Regions from separate parts of the Xenopus laevis genome. Here region 2 is linked to region 1. The links are chromatin contacts, called in public Hi-C maps. All regions are on one chromosome and are shown on one strand. The core of a region is the stretch at or near the end of the contact, and the rest is flanking DNA. Distances in the headings are between cores, read along the strand shown.

The links. A called contact is a pair of places that touch in the nucleus more often than the background predicts.
Region 2: a Hi-C map of the XL177 cell line shows a contact between it and region 1, with 2.5 times the contacts expected there. The contact joins the enhancer-like site here to the promoter of mat2a.S in region 1. A contact is called at or near these places in 3 of 4 Hi-C or Micro-C datasets (the XL177 cell line, the XTC cell line and animal cap).

Annotation. Positions count from the first base shown.
Region 1 is chr3S:27,712,748-27,715,707 of Xenopus_laevis_v10.1, forward strand. mat2a.S (S-adenosylmethionine synthase) reads right to left here and starts at 1,524. Exons shown (of 9, transcript XM_018255140.2): 1 at 1,341-1,524. The coding sequence starts at 1,434. LOC121402132 (a long non-coding RNA gene) reads left to right here and starts at 1,546. Exons shown (of 2, transcript XR_005966592.1): 1 at 1,546-1,679.
Region 2 is chr3S:27,749,752-27,752,711 of Xenopus_laevis_v10.1, forward strand. No RefSeq gene overlaps it. Among protein-coding and RNA genes, the nearest start is that of polm.S, 35 kb to the right of the region's middle. Within about 2 kb of position 1,455, at least 1 of the 7 cell types and tissues checked has an H3K27ac peak or open chromatin away from gene starts, as enhancers often do.

The sequences.
Region 1 (2,960 bases), core at 274-2,773:
AAAAATAAAAAAAATAGGCAGTGGATTCCTAAGTGAATTTATGTCCTCATTTTAGGCTTGAGACTGTGCAAAGGCTCATGCTGTGTAAAGGCATATGCCGTCAGTTTATTAATAACTTAGTAGCAAGCCAGACAAGCAGCACTGGCCATAAAAATACAAGCTGTGTGTAATGGAGCCACTTGCAGTAATATTTCTCAGCTGCCAATAATAGTTTGGAACCAATGACTAGGCTTAATGAATGATCACTGGGAAAGTACAGTTTATACACTAAAATAAATGCAATTGAAAAAACATTGGACTGGGCATTTTGAGGTGAGTGACCCCTTTAAGGTTAAATATAGGCAGAGTAGCAGAGGCAGATCTTAGCCAAGCAGCTGCCCATGAAATACTATAGGCCTTCCAAAGCTCTAGGCAGGGTGTCCCATTGGGCCAGCCCCTCACACACCCTCCAACGTAGGGGCGTGGCATTTCAAAGCACGGTTATAAATCCTCGTGGATGGATTTCTCCAGCGTTGAGTGATTTATAGATGTGGAGTGCTGACTCAGCCCTGGAACGGACAATCCAGCAATAGGACTGCAGTTCAGAAGGTCAGCCAGATACTGTATGGTATGAACCTTATTGCACTCCTGTTCAATTGCCAAAGGGGGGGGGGGGTCTGTTTATCCAGAGGCACAAATGCTGAACACAGGGACCCTGCTGCAGAAGAAATCCCTAGCCACCAGGCCCCTGTCACAAAAGACAGTTTCAATGAAGTAAATTAGATTATAAATCAAGACTGAACTGCAAAATGGCTCCAGAATATAATAGTACAGCTCCATTTTAATTTATTCATGTTCATTAGTTCCCCTTTACAGTCTGTTAAAACCCCACCCCCTCTTCAAAGTTTGGGATTTTTATTGAATAATAATAACACAGAAGTCAATTTCCTAGAAAATATAAGAACTGCGCCAGGGATTAAAGTGTTAAGCGGTGTAAAACGGGTCACATGACCAGGCAAGCTAAAAAGGTATAAAAAGTCACCTCAGAAGCCTTATAACTCTATATAGTCATGGAAGTGCTCAGAAGCAACGAATAGAGTTCTATTTAATGGAGAGTACATAGAGCGGAAGAAGCAGGAGCCAGAGCGACACCGCACCACGTGTTCATGGCTGCAATGCGGAGACTTACGCCAGGAAAACGTACGTACGCAAGGTGGCGGTATTCTCAGTCTACGATACGTTGCTCTTCGTGACTCGCATTTCGCAGGAACCCGGGCAGAAACGAAATGCCGCCATTATAGTTATCACACGCAGTTACCACGGACACTTCTTCACCGATTAAATACGACTCATTAACTTACCAGGGTGCCCCTCCCCGACTGACTCTGAGGTAAAGAGAAAGCTGCCTTCGTCGATAAGATCATCCTGGAAACCATTAAGCAACTGGCCGTTCATTCTGAATGGATAGGTGGACAGTAGTGCAGCTCTACAATTCCACTCTTCTTGGTCCTCGTTGGCTAGAATGAGAGAATAAGGCTCTCTGCTCTTAATTTATACAATCGTTGACGTCAGCCTCCCAGCGCGACGCTATCCCGCCATTCCCCTGCCTCCTCCAATCCCACCGCTCTGACGTCACCCCTGAGGAGAGTGGGCAGGGTCTGATGAGCCGTACCATTCTGCGGGCGGCCGGACGATTGACGGTAAAGGGGATTTGAAAATAATGTCGATTGATGATCCTATTTGACAGAAAATGTTTTATTTTTCAACCCTGACACATACTAAACGCACAGAGATAGAAGTACATTTTACAATTCCTGAGAAATGTCGGTAGATGTGCCCTACAGTACGTTTTGGTACGGTCCTAGTTAAAACAATGTGTCGGAAGAAAGTGGGCGGTGCCGCAGCAGTCTCTCTTTGGGGTTGAGGCGAAAGTATCTTGCCTGCAAAGTGCTTGACATTCTGGTTCACCCTGCAGTGGTTTCTCTGCACTTTACTCACAATCTCCCTTATATTAAAAGAGTCAAATATCTGCATATGTTGCATTTTACAAAGATGGCAAAACGACATATTAAACATGAGTGCATTTGAAGTAGTTTAAGACTGTTCTCTCAGTTACAGGGGGGGGGGTGTGTGGTAAAATTCAGACAACAAAGAACCAAGTGTTGGCCAAAATTATCACAAAAATGTTGCAGTAACACTTTTTATGTAACTGGAACAATGGCTTTATGCATAGCAAAGAAAAGTGGAAGGAGGCATCACATTCAGACATATACTCTTAAATTTTTTTTTTTTAAATAAAGACATTCAAGTAATACAATAATTATGCATGAATCAGACAAATGTAGATTTCAATAGGACAAATAATCTTTAATAATATTTTCTACAAAATGGTTTCCATTTATTGCTAATAAGCCTGTTCGGGGATTGGGGAAATTGCTCCCCTCTAAAGCTCACCATAGACGCACAGGTCCTTTCGGATCGTGTGTGGAGAGTGCGGAAATTTTTCGTCCGGCGGAGATTGGTCGATCAGACAGGTTTGATTTTGACCGGATCGACCCCGTCTGAGCCCATTGCGCATCGTAATCGGATCGTTCTCGCCCGTACGTTCAGATCACCCCCGATATAGCCATGCTCGTTAATGGCATATCGGGGAAAGATACGCTCGTTTGGCGCCAAACGAGCGGATCTTTGCATCTATGGCCACCTTAACAATTAGCATCCAACCAATCTTAAATGCTGATACAGTTGACCCTTGCTTGAGCACATCTGCCCTGGTTGTACAGTGACTTCAAGATGAATCTGCGGCATAGAAAACGCATAGGGGTTAATTCACAATAATCCGAGGGCCCAAGGAGTCTAGGACTGGACCAGATTATGTCCTTTAAAAGGTGATGCAATCAGTGTGACAGTGATTGTTTACACGCAACCCGTGTAATGGATTTACATTCACCATCAATTTAAAAGCAGCTTATGCTCAGGCT
Region 2 (2,960 bases), core at 205-2,704, 37 kb after region 1:
TGATATATAGTAAAGAAATGCGTTTAACTATTATGGCAATTATTTATGAACATATCCGCAAGTCCCAGGGGTCAAAGCACTCCGCAAAATGGTCCGCTTGTTTTTTTGAATGGTCAGATAGCTAATGGGTTGCCTGGTGGAATTGTATATAAAGTGTTGCAGTACACCTTACCCCTGCCCAGAGCCCAAAGGGAGCAAATATATGTGCTGTATTTTGTAGCTCTTTGGGTAATGGGTTTACAGCTGATGTTATATTGTGTTTCCATAAATGTGTGCAAAAACATATTATTTTACTTATTACCCTGACTCCTGGAAAATCAGCATCCATTTTCACTATGATCTTTTATATTACACTGTGTTAAATTTTAGTGCCACTACCTCTTTAATGTGAGCATATGTGGGATCTGTGCCCAGTCACCATGACTCAGCTCTTGTCTTTTCTCACCAGGCCGCACTATTCACCTGATCTATCCAGGGCCTCCATTATTTATGTACGATGGTCCCTGCACGGTTACTACGGACAGGCCTATGCACAGGAATAACAAGCATGGCTGTAACATCGGCTGCATGGCAGTAATTTAAGCATGGGATGCGGGGGCTTTTATTGAGATCCAGGTCATCTGGTCATTGCCTGCTACAGCCCAAGCAGGAAGGGGTTAAGGAATGACAGAGCATATATAACAAAGGCCTAGCAAAGTATATATACAGTATATATTCCCCTTGTGTTCCCCCATGTCCTCCAGCAAGGATTGTGCCTGCCCTGTCTCCAGATATCTCACAATGACTCAGCCTTATCCTGAGCAGAGGACAAAAGAACTCAGCCCATTATAACTGTCGTTACTGCAGAACTCACTCAGATAACGTTGAAACACCATTGAATTCTATCTTTCTGTTGCAACTGATTTATTAGGCATAGTGTGCCCTAATTCTACAGCTCTTGGGGAAATGCAAACATGAAATGAAGGACATTGTCCCCATTGTCTCACTGCCTTTCCATTATCTGTCTACATAGAGACCGGCTTTATTGCAGTGGTTTTTGGACTTTTTCCGTTTGTCTCCCGTGAGGTCAAACGTTTGTTCAGGTTCCATTATCTTATAACAAGGAAACATATACATGGAAACGTTGCATCAGCCTTTCATCTATAATTCCAGGAATACCTAGCTCACATAGGTTCACTCCTGACTGACCATCAGAGTGCTTTTTCAGGACTTTCTAGAAGGCTAATAAACATTCTGCCCAAATCTCATTTCAGGCAGGGTTGCCATCTGGCCGGTATTTTCCTGGCCTAGCCGTTAAAAATTATGGTTGATCCCAATGTTATTAATAGGGAAAAAAGATAAATATATAGGACGTCCGGTATTTTTTTCCAGAAAAGGTGGCAACCCTAATTCCAGGCCATTGGGCACATGGGCTGAAGGTTCTGCTTCTCCAAGCCTGCAAAAATACACAGGCCGAGAGCAGCGGATCCGCTCCATGCCACTGCTCCACTTATCTGAGCCACTGCTGCCTGTGGAAGTCGCTCAGTGGAGTAGAGGTTGGTCTGAAGAAGCCTACTATCACGTATTTGGGTTGACCTCCTCCAGTTCGGCTCTACTGCATGTGAGCGCACGCAGGAGGATGTAATATGAATCAAAGAAGCAGGGGCATGGGGTTGATCCATTTCTCTCAGCTGAGAGAAGCGGAGCCTTCAGCCATTGTGTCCATGGCCTTAACTAGTTTACTGACTGGCCCCCTGTGAGGAAAACATCACAATTTGGCAATTTGAGGGCTAACTGTCCTGAAGGAAAATAGCAGCATCAGACTGGAGCATCCTGGCTTTCTGGGGTGCAACCTAAAGGAGAACTAAACCATAAAAATGAATATGGATAAAAATGCCATATTTGATATCCCCCAGCCAAAAGTTTCAGCTTCTCAATAGCAGCAATGATCCAGGAACTAAAACTTGTCACAGGGGTCACCATCTTGGAAAGTGTCTGTGACACTCACATGCTCAGTGGGCTCTGAGCAGCTGTTGAGAAGCTAAGCTTAGGGGACGTCACTAATTATCCAGCAGAAAATGAATATGGCCTGTGATATACTGTAAGTTGATGCTACAGGGCTGATTGTTAAATTCTGATGCTAATTGCACTGGTTTCTGTACTGCCATGTAGTAATTATCTGTATTAATTGCTAATCAGCTTTATATTGTGACATTTCTATTCTATGTGTACTGTATATTGTGAGTGGGTCCCTAACTATTCCCTGGACTATTCCAGCTGATTAAAATGATAAGTCTACATTTTCTGTCAAAAATTATAGCAGATGAAATGTCTGTTGGTGGACCCCCAATTCTGGTAGGCCCTGGGCAATTGCCCTTTATTTTCTATTATGGAGGTTGAATTATTGAACTTTTTGTTCGGCAGCTTTTCAGTTTGGAATTTAAACTGTATATGTGGCGCCTCTTTCCCTAGCAACCAGGCACATTAAATAATGAATAGGAGAAGGTATGAACAGATAGATAAGTAATAACAGATAATAACCGGCTCCAGATAAAATGAACCATAGTGTGTGTGAATGTGATATAGACTTTAGACTGCAAGCTCCACTGGGGCAGGGACTGTAAAGCTCTGGTGAATAGGCCAACACAAAGGATAAGAATATAAATCATAAAATCAATATATACTGGGACTATATTCTCTAGTTCTGCTGTAATTTGAACACTCTGCCCCATGATAAAAGGATTGGGGATTGAAGATCTTTTCCTACGAATGAATATGTTTCAACATAGTCTAAAGGTGGGCCCTCGATCCAATCGCCCATATGATCAGATTGTTGGGCCCTAGGACCCACAAGGATCGGTCCGATATCGGCAACCTCAAGGCATATTGGTGCCGCTCATTTGGTGAAATCGCCAAACAAGTGGATCTCATTGTGTATGGCCACCTTAAAGGTGGTCATACACAGGCAGATTAAAGCTGCC